2 separate regions of the Zea mays genome follow, and region 2 is linked to region 1. A link is a contact called in public Hi-C data. All regions are on one chromosome and are shown on one strand. Each heading gives the region's core, a stretch centred on a gene start, on an enhancer-like site or on the middle of the called end of the contact. The rest is flanking DNA. Distances are from core to core; before and after follow the strand shown.

The links. Hi-C and Micro-C count contacts between places; a contact is called where the count stands out from the background.
Region 2: a contact with region 1 is called in a Hi-C map of ear, with 2.3 times the contacts expected there. The contact joins the promoter of LOC100283282 here to the promoter of LOC103627402 in region 1. A contact is called at or near these places in 2 of 25 Hi-C or Micro-C datasets (ear and tassel).

The regions. Positions count from the first base shown.
Region 1 is chr5:187,255,330-187,260,127 of Zm-B73-REFERENCE-NAM-5.0, forward strand. It overlaps LOC103627402 (abscisic acid receptor PYL5), which reads left to right and starts at 1,963. Exons shown (of 5, transcript XR_004849619.1): 1 at 1,963-2,677; 2 at 2,922-3,177; 3 at 3,262-3,422.
Region 2 is chr5:187,871,458-187,876,255 of Zm-B73-REFERENCE-NAM-5.0, forward strand. It overlaps LOC100283282 (adenine phosphoribosyltransferase 2), which reads left to right and starts at 2,850. Exons shown (of 7, transcript NM_001156184.2): 1 at 2,850-3,091; 2 at 3,220-3,330; 3 at 4,734-4,798. The coding sequence starts at 2,908.

The sequences.
Region 1 (4,798 bases), core at 713-3,212:
ACACGCATCAGTTGTCTTTCCTTCCTTTTTATTTTCTATGGAAAGAAAAAGACAGAGGGAAGGTTGCACTTCTTTTAAAACCGGACGCCTGCTTCCTCCCTTTTGCCTCCGATCCCTCGCCCATAACTCCTCCTCCGGCACCGCGCTCTTGCTTCCTCCCTCTCCCCGTCTCACGCGCGCGCTATATATAAAGGGAGAGCCCCAGCAGCCCTTCTTCTCCACCGTTCTTGCCGTTGCGAACCCTCTCCTCCTCTCAGGCCAGGCCACCAAGCAACAAGATGCCAAGCGACGACCACCATCGCCGCCGGACGTTCTTGCTCCCGGTCTACTGCCCAAGCTTCTCGGCCACCGGGGCCCCCGCGTCACCGCCGGCTGCCGCAGCCTCGACGGGGCGCCTCTGCTGCTGGATGACCAGGAAGAAGAGGAAGCGGCTCAAGCACCGCCGTGCGAGCACCAGCGGCTGCTGGGAGCGCTTCCGTGCTCATGCTGTTCTGTGATACGGCGCTATCCTCGCCGAGCTTATTCCTCGACTTCCAACCTATTCACCACCGCTGTCAGAACCCTTCTTGTGACAAAAAGTTAAGCGAGCGTCTTCTTGACCTTGCAAGACTTTTTGTCCGGAGATAATCTCCTACGAATTACCCTCTTGCATCTTGCGACTACCTCTCCTCGTCTCGCGCCTGTCGATCCTTCCATCCCTCTCGTCCCCGTCTATCCCTCTTGAGCTTGGAACACTCTCGCAGCTAGTAGTAGCTATATATTATTGTTTTCCTTTCACCTACTTTCGCATGAACTACTCTGCTATTTGCTGTAATAAAGCTAAGTTTTCCGGTGCATTGTTCTTTTGCAGTAGTTGCCTTTCAGCTAGCTAGTACTTTGGCTTCAACTTTGTCCATGCAATAATGAAAGTGAAGTTTCTTTCTGGTGTATTTCAGTGTGCAAAGCGTTAATTATCGGGTTTCTGTATTGACTCTCCCCCTGCTGGCCAATTAATTCTTGATCCAACTGGGGAATAAGAATGATATTATTGAGCAGTTTGTTGTTGTTGACAGTGACACAGCGCAAGTCATAACATACCGTACACTAGCTAGTTCGCTTGTGCTGTTCGCTCTTCATTTTGCGATATCGATCGTCGAATAACATGCAAAACTGAGAAGAGAAAAAAAAAAGAACAATATAGTGGCGCAGCTAGCCTGCAGGGTGTCCAAACGTATAGCAGAAAAAAGTTTGCACCCGTTGAGCCGCTTGAGCGTTCTCTCACTCACAACTCACGCACAAACACAGGAACAGACACACACACAAAGTCACAAACGCATCTTGTGCTGCGACGTCCGTGCAGTGGCCTGTGCCCTATTGCACTGCGTGACCGATCGAGGACTGGGCGACTGGCTGAGTAGCACGCACGTACGTACGTGTCATATTCATATTCTTCAGAGCGCAGGCAGCAGTCGAACTAGCCACCCCATTTACCGTCCCCCCAGCTACCATCTTCGTCGCTGATTCCGCAGCACAATGAACGACCGTCGGTGAGAAGTGAGAACACCCGCCGGCTGCCCAAGGCCCAAGCTGTATGGCCGCAGCGCAGGCACCGCACGATTGGGCCACGGAAAACACACCGTCGTTTCTCTTGGGTTCTCATCTGACTCAACCAAGGAACCGAGTCATACTCACATTTCAAGCTCTGATAAAAAAAAAACGTAACAATTTTATGATTGTGACGACTCCTTTTTCATATATACCGCTTATGTTAAATAGAAAGAGGGCCGATACGAGGACGACCAGCATTTATTATACCTCCTATCCTAAACACGTCCACTATAGAGATCCGATCTATATGTACGCGGCACAAGTCATCCTCAAAACAATGTATGTTTGGTGGAAACTGAGAGGAGAGCAAGATAGGTGAAATCTCTACAACTATTAATAACCAATTGTAGACTGCCCCCGCCTCTACACCCGCCCGCCCGCAATCCCGCCGCGGCCGCCCGCAACCCTGCACGCCACCAATCCCGCCGCGACCAATCCCACCCGCACGCCCGCCCGCACCTCAAGCACCACGAATCCCGCGTCTCCCCCGCCGCCGAACCCGCCTCCACCCGCACCCCGCCTGCGGAGCCGCTCCCCACCTCCGCCCGCCCGCCCGCGCCCGACCTCCGGAAACCCCGCCGTGCTTCCAACCGCCTCCTCAAACCACGCCGCAAACCCCACCGCACACAGCTTCACTTCCACCGCACAGATCTACGTGTTCGGGGCCTTCTCGCCGCCGGCGACCATGGCGCACCCCGCCTGCGGAGCCGCTCCCCACCTCCGCCCACCCGCCCGCCCAACCTCCAGAAAAAAAAGAGAAACCCACTGTCTCCGCTCCGACTAGCCCAGGCCAGCAGAAACCCACTGTCTCCGCTCCGACTCCCTTTTCCTCTCTCTCTCTCGTTCTCATCCATCCAGCCAGGCGAGCCAACAAGCAAGCAAAAGTAAACGGGGCGAGGAGCTGCGGCTGAGCAGGAGGAGGGAGCCGGAGATGGTGGGTCTCGTCGGCGGCAGCACGGCGCGGGCGGAGCACGTCGTCGCCAACGCCGGAGGGGAGGCAGAGTACGTGCGCCGCATGCACCGCCACGCGCCGACCGAGCACCAGTGCACCTCCACCCTCGTCAAGCACATCAAGGCGCCCGTCCACCTCGTATGTCCCCCCCTCCACCCCGCTCTTTCCTACCCTCAACGCGGCTGGCCCCGGTGGTTCAGCGGTTGGACTGCCTCGCGTCTGGGCTGCTATTTCTCTTCGGATCTGGAGTCCTTCGTCCGATTCCCCATGCCTTGTTGGGTGTCTCTCTCCCCCCACCCCCACCGACGTGTTCTCGTGATGTTGGGTGAATCGCGGCTGGCATCAAATCGATTGGAAGCTGACGCCGTCGATCGCATCGCAGGTGTGGGAGCTGGTGCGGAGGTTCGACCAGCCGCAGCGGTACAAGCCATTCGTCAGGAACTGCGTCGTGCGCGGGGACCAGCTCGAGGTGGGCAGCCTGCGCGACGTCAACGTCAATCCCGGCCTTGATATGCCCGCGACTGTAGCTTGTGAAATCAAGGCACAGCTTGTCCGCACAGCCGAGGCGGCTAGGCAGCTCGCGCCAATGCTCGAAGTCGGGAGGCCAAGCTACCAAGGCCGCAGCTCAGTCTACCAATGTGAGCTACATCTTGTTTACTTCATGCCCAATTTGACTCGGATTGTCAGTAACTTGTGCACTTGATGCTTAATTCTTTGTTCAGCTTCCTCAAAGATGATGTCGGCTATCTCCGTGGCTCATTTGGGGTGCAAAGACATGGACGTCGTGGACGTCGGAGTGGTAGGGATGGTGGACTCGCAGAGCCTATCCTCGGCACTTGAGAAACTCTATTTCTGGGAGAGGAAGCTGTATGCTGAGGTCAAGGTATGTGAAAGGGAATTAGGCTTACACCTAGTTCCTATATAATTTTGGTGGTTGAATTGCCCAACACAAATCTTTGGACTAACTAGTTTGCCCAAGTGTATAGATTATACAGGTGTAAAAGGTTCACACTCAGCCAATAAAAAGACCAAGTTATGGATTCAACAAAGGAGCAAAAGGGCAACCGAAGGCACCCCTGGTCTGGCGCACCGGACTGTCCGGTGTGCCACCGGACATGTCCGGTGCACCAGGGAGACTCAGACTCAAACTCGCCACCTTCGGGAATTACCAGAGGCGACTCGGCTATAATTCACCGGACTGTCCGGTGTACACCGGACAGTGTCCGGTGCGCCAAGGGAGGTCGACCTCAGGAACTCGCCAGCTTCGGGAAACTCCAACGGCTCGTCCGCTATAATTCACCGGACTGTCCGGTGTGCACCGGACTGTCCGGTGCGACTCCGGAGCAACGGCTAACTCCGCGCCAACGGCTCTCTGCGGCGCATTTAATGCGCGCTCTGCGCGCGCAGATGGCAGGCTCGCCCATGCTGGCACACCGGACAGCAAACAGTACCTGTCCGGTGTGCACCGGACACCCAGGCGGGCCCACAAGTCAGAAGCTCCAACGGTCAGAATCCAACGGCAGTGATGACGTGGCAGGGGGCACCGGACTGTCCGGTGTGCACCGGACTGTCCGGTGCGCCATCGAGCAGACAGCCTCCCAACGGCCACTTTTGGTGGTTGGGGCTATAAATACCCCAACCACCCCACCATTCATTGCATCCAAGTTTTCCACTTCTCAACTACTACAAGAGCTCTAGCATTCAATTCTAGACACGCCAAAAAGATCAAATCCTCTCCAAATCCCACACAACGCCATAGTGACTAGAGAGAGTGATTTGCTTGTGTTCTTTCGAGCTCTTGCGCTTGGATTGCTTTCTTCTTTCTTGATCCTTCTTTTGCAACCAAACTCACTTGTAATTGAGGCAAGAGACACCAATCTTGTGGTGGTCCTTGTGGGAACTTTGTGTTCCAAGTGATTGAGAAGAGAAAGCTCACTCGATCCGTGGATCGTTTGAGAGAGGGAAGGGTTGAAAGAGACCCGGCCTTTGTGGCCTCCTCAACGGGGAGTAGGTTTGCAAGAACCGAACCTCGGTAAAACAAATCTCCGTGTCTCACTTGCTTATTCGCTTGGGATTTGTTTTGCGCCCTCTCTTGCGGACTCGTTTCTTATTACTAACGCTAAACCCGGTTTGTAGTTGTGTTTATATTTGTAAATTTCAGTTTTGCCCTATTCACCCCCCCTCTAGGCGACTATCAATTGGTATCAAAGCCCGGTGCTTCATTAGAGCCTAACCGCTCGAAGTGATGTCGGGAGATCA
Region 2 (4,798 bases), core at 1,600-4,099, 620 kb after region 1:
AGCCTGTTTTTGTGGATCGTGAAAAGAGCGAGCCAGCTTGGCTCGGTTCGCTGCAGCTCGCGAGCTAGCTCATGGCTCGACCCAACAATAATTTGGTACATAAAATTATAATTAGCATACAATATTAGTACTAAGCAGACAATTCATTTATGTTATTTCGGATTACTATACAAAATTAATGTATTTTCTATATTATATTAGTAATATATATATCTATTTTACTAATTTAAACCATGCTATTTAATATATTTTTAAGATTTTATATTATAATTTAGAGAGCAAATTTATGTTTATAGCTAGACTCGTTGGCTCGGCGAGCCAGTAGCGAGGCGAGTCGAGCCGCTATATCAAGCTCGTCAGATGAACGAGCTCGACTCGTTACACGAGCGAGCCGCAGCGAGCGAGTCGGCTCGTTTCCATCGTAGTGCAGCGCTATGTCCTCCCCTTCTCTCTGGTTGCATACGACCAAACGCTAGATGAAGACGGAACTGTTCCTGTCCTGTTCCCTCGGACGTGGACGCCATTATTTGTTGGTTTAGAACAAAAATAGTAAAATAGATGATAAATAGAGTTGGAAAATGATATTTATGTAGGAGGAGAGTTTAGGGAGGAAGAAGAAAAGTAAACGATGAAAATTAGGTGAGGTTAACTGTATAGTAGGTATACAGTAGGTATATAGGAAAAACTTAAGAGGATCCGGTAGGGCTAGTTTGGGAATAATGCTTTCACAAGGGATTTCAATTTTACCAAGGAAAACAAACTAATTTCTCTTACGTCTCGTTTGAATCATTAGAATTGAATTCCATTCTAACAATAATAATTTAGGCATTATATTAATTAACCTAATTCGATTTTATGCAAAATATATTTATATACTATTATTAGAAAGATGTCGGAGATATTTATGTGCTATATTTTTACTATGAATGTGTGAAACTAAGAGTGTCATATAAGTTATAGAATAGAAATAAATTCAACTAATATATAAAATTATTTCTCATCATTCACCCTATGAATTTGAATTAAACTTATATCTTAATTTTGGAAAGTGGTGGAATGACAAATTTCAAACTAAGGGGGTGTTTGGTTTCTAGGGACTAATGTTTAGTCCCTCAATTTATTCTATTTTAGTCCCTAAATTACTAAATATAGAAACTAAAACTCTATTTTAGTTTCCATATTTAACAATTTATGAATTAAAATGGAATAAAGTGTAGGGACTAAAGTTTAGTCCCTATAAACCAAACACCCCCTAAATAAGTTATTTTATTGAATGAATTTAAACTAGCCATTAAAAAAAGTTAAAACTGTACCGTGGCGTGGCACGGATTGCCACGACTGACACGTCTATTTGGACATCTATGCTTGCTGTAGAGCCCGTCAGCCCGGTCGAGAGCAGGAGGACCGGATGCCAAAAACCAAGTGGAAATCGAGGACGTACTACCGGAGCAGTTCCTGGATCGATCACTGACGCGATCGCGTCCTCCTGGTAAGGGCAACCGCACTTGCAAAATGCCAGTAACATGGCTCCCCCCCCCCCCCCCCCCACACACACACACCACCTGGGCCCTGGCTACTACCTCCATCGATACTGTAGCGGACTAGCGGCTGCTCCCAGCCACAGGGCGGTACTGATGAATAGTAAACAACAACTGTCTGGAAAACAGTAACGTGGCAACGATGCCAGCGCGAGCGCGTGGCCTTTCATCGCATCCCCTGCGACTACTCCAAACTGTATAATCACGAAGTTGGCGCCGGCGTCGGAGATCAGAATTCAGAAATCACCCTTGGGCCTTGACCGGGATAAAAACGTCGAGAAGCGTTTTTCTCACTGATCGAGGAGTTTGGCGACGATGGATCATCTCTTCCGGCGGGTTCTGTCCGTCCTTTCCAGATCGCAAATATTTCCCGCGCCGCACCGCACTGCACTGCGCCGGGGGCTCCTCGTCTTGGCCTCCCTCGAGGACGAGCAGTGGTGGCACGGCAGCCCACAGCACGCATAGCCCCCGTACGACTATGCGCTAGTACGTGCATAGGCATAGGCATAGCCGCATAGGCACACAATCTCTCTCTCTCTATATATCTCGGTGTGTGCGCTGTGCCCCTACTACTTGTACAGTTGTAGTACGTGACAAATGTGAGCCAGGGAGGGTTACTGGGGGCGTGCCTCTTTCTCTTTTCGTGAAAAGCTTCGCGCCCTGGCCCCAGTATTGATGAGCAGCGCGCCTAGGCCTAGCCGTTTCAGAGAGGAAAAGGGAAAGAAAACGGGGAGCGCGTTTCGTTTACTTAACAGTGGCCTAGTAGGGCGCAGCCGCTGCTCCACTTGGGGCTAGCCTAGGCAGTAGCCACCGGACCGCACCGCACCGCACGGCGTCCGGATTTGAAGCGCTTGTGTGGGTACACACCCTCCACTCCACCACGGCTCGTCGGGTTGGGCCTGCCTGCCTGCCTGCCGTGCAGTGCCGCGCCGCGCCGGTGTCCTACTAGATTAGCAGTACCACGGCGTCACCACCACTGCACTTATGTCACCCAACCCAACCCAACCCACCCGGCCAGCCCCCCGTTACTTCGTCCCAGGTTTTCGGCATGACCGTGCCGCCGTACTGCTTGATCGCCGTGTCCGCAGCCCGTTGGCCGCGTGGACGGTAACGTCTGCCCCGGTTTAATTTCTCCCGTCCCGATCCGGCAACCCGAGGCCCGGGCTGGTGCTTCTCACTAGTCAGTACTCAGTAGTAGTAGTAGTCACTCCATTCCCCCCACCCGGCTAGTAGCCCTGCTCTGCTCTCTGCCTCGGCTATATATATACGCCGCGGGCGCACCGGTCCAGCAAGCAACAATAAAGGGCGGTGTCGAAGAGGAGCTTGGAGCTTGGACCGACCCGAGCCCCATCGAGCGAGAGAGGAAATAATGGGTGAAGAGGCCAGCTGCAACGCTGCCAGCGCGATGGAGGCCGCCACCAACGCCAGGCCGGCCAAGGAGAACGGACGCGCGCCGGCTGTGGCGGAGGTAGTGGCCCAGGAGGCGGCCGCTGACCCCCGGCTGCAGGGCATCTCCGACGCCATCCGCGTCGTGCCGCACTTCCCCAAGCACGGTACTACGCCTTTCTTCACTCACTCGCTCACTCCTCTCCACACGCCTTCTGCTGCCAATTGTGCCGCCCGCCAGTAACGCCTTCCTTGCTCTGCATGCGCCGTCGTTGGGGGCCACGGGACGCTGCAGGCATCATGTTCAACGACATCACCACGCTGCTGCTGCGCCCCAGGGTGTTCAAGGACGCCGTCGACCTGTTCGTCGAGCGCTACCGCGGGATGCGCATCGACGCCGTCGCCGGTACGTAACCAGCACAGCCCGACGGACACCGCACCTCCCCTGGCCTCGCCTCGATTCGTCTCTTCCGGCCGGTCGACTCGACGACCAGTATCCGGCGGCGGTGCCTGAAGCGGCACGTCGCTGTCGCGCTGAGCTGTTGTGGGCAGAGTTCTGAGATTCCGTAAAATCTCTGGGGGAGATCTCCCTCGGTCCTTTTTGCGCCCCCCGCGCTTTTGTCGTTGCCGGCGTCCGTCCCGCCTTTTTCTCGCTCGCGCTCGCGTTGCAGCTCGGGCCTGCTTTCTTTCCTCGGGAGGATCATATCATAATAATCCTCCCACGCCACTGTTGCTGGATTTGCGTTTCGCCCAGCTCCGCCCCGCCTGCCATATCCATCCGGCGCCAGGTGTGCAAGGCAGATCCTACTAAAAGGCTGCAGAGACCGATAATAAATGCGCGAGATCGCGCTGGACCGCCGCTGACAGCCGGGCCCGTCTCCTCCCCGGCCGTGTGCATGTGCCGTGGCCGTGGCGCATGGAACGGCGTGTGGTTAACCTCGTCTGCCGGTGTGGGTTGAGTGCACGCTTGGCGCTGCCACTGCCAGACAGCCAGTAGACATTGAACCGGCGAACCCGCCATGCACGCAGCACAGGGCCACAGGGCGTGCATGCGCTCGTGGCAGAATGTTTGGCGCAGCGTCCTTCCCCTCCCTCCCTCCGTCCGTCCGTCTGTCTAGGCACATGACCTGGGCGCGCCTTTCCAGGCTTTCCCGCCGCGGCCGCGTCCGGAATCTGCCGCATCCAGTAGCGTATCGGGGCGGGGGTGGCAGTGGCAGGCACACCGCACACGTATAGAAGGAGGCCTGCTACGGGCACAGATCCGGTCCCGCGGCAGGGACCAATGGCAATGGGGGGGTCAAGGCCGCGGCAGCATGCCGCAGCGTCCGGCGTGGCCCCGCGCGATCGGACGGCTGCGGCAGCCGGCGCACGTGATCGAGCGGCGCGGGGGACACCCACCCCGTGGTATACGCCCGTCATGCATCGCTTCTCTGCTGCTGCCGCGCCCTGATGTCACCCGATCCGCTGTCGTTATCGCTGCAAAGTACTGCTTCTGAGATTTTGCTCTGTTGCTTGTTGGATCCTCTGTCCGCTTCTGCGCCCTTTGGTTCCTGAGTTTTTTTGGTTTTCTTTCCCTCTCGCCTTTCCGTCCATTCCATTTCTTTTTTCTTTTTTCTTTTTAAAAAACACGAGCTTCATGCTTCAACGTGTCGCTGCTGTTGCTTATGTGGCCGAATCTTTTGTCAGATATTATTGTCTCATTACTTGGCAGTGCCAGGCCATTCATCATGTTTCCATCCACCAGCACTTGCGTTGCGCTAGCTCTGACTTGTGTGTTGTGGCTCCTTGCTTGACACTCTACTCTTCCAGGGATTGAGGCCAGGGGCTTCATATTTGGCCCGGCAGTCGCATTGGCTATTGGCGCCAAGTTCATA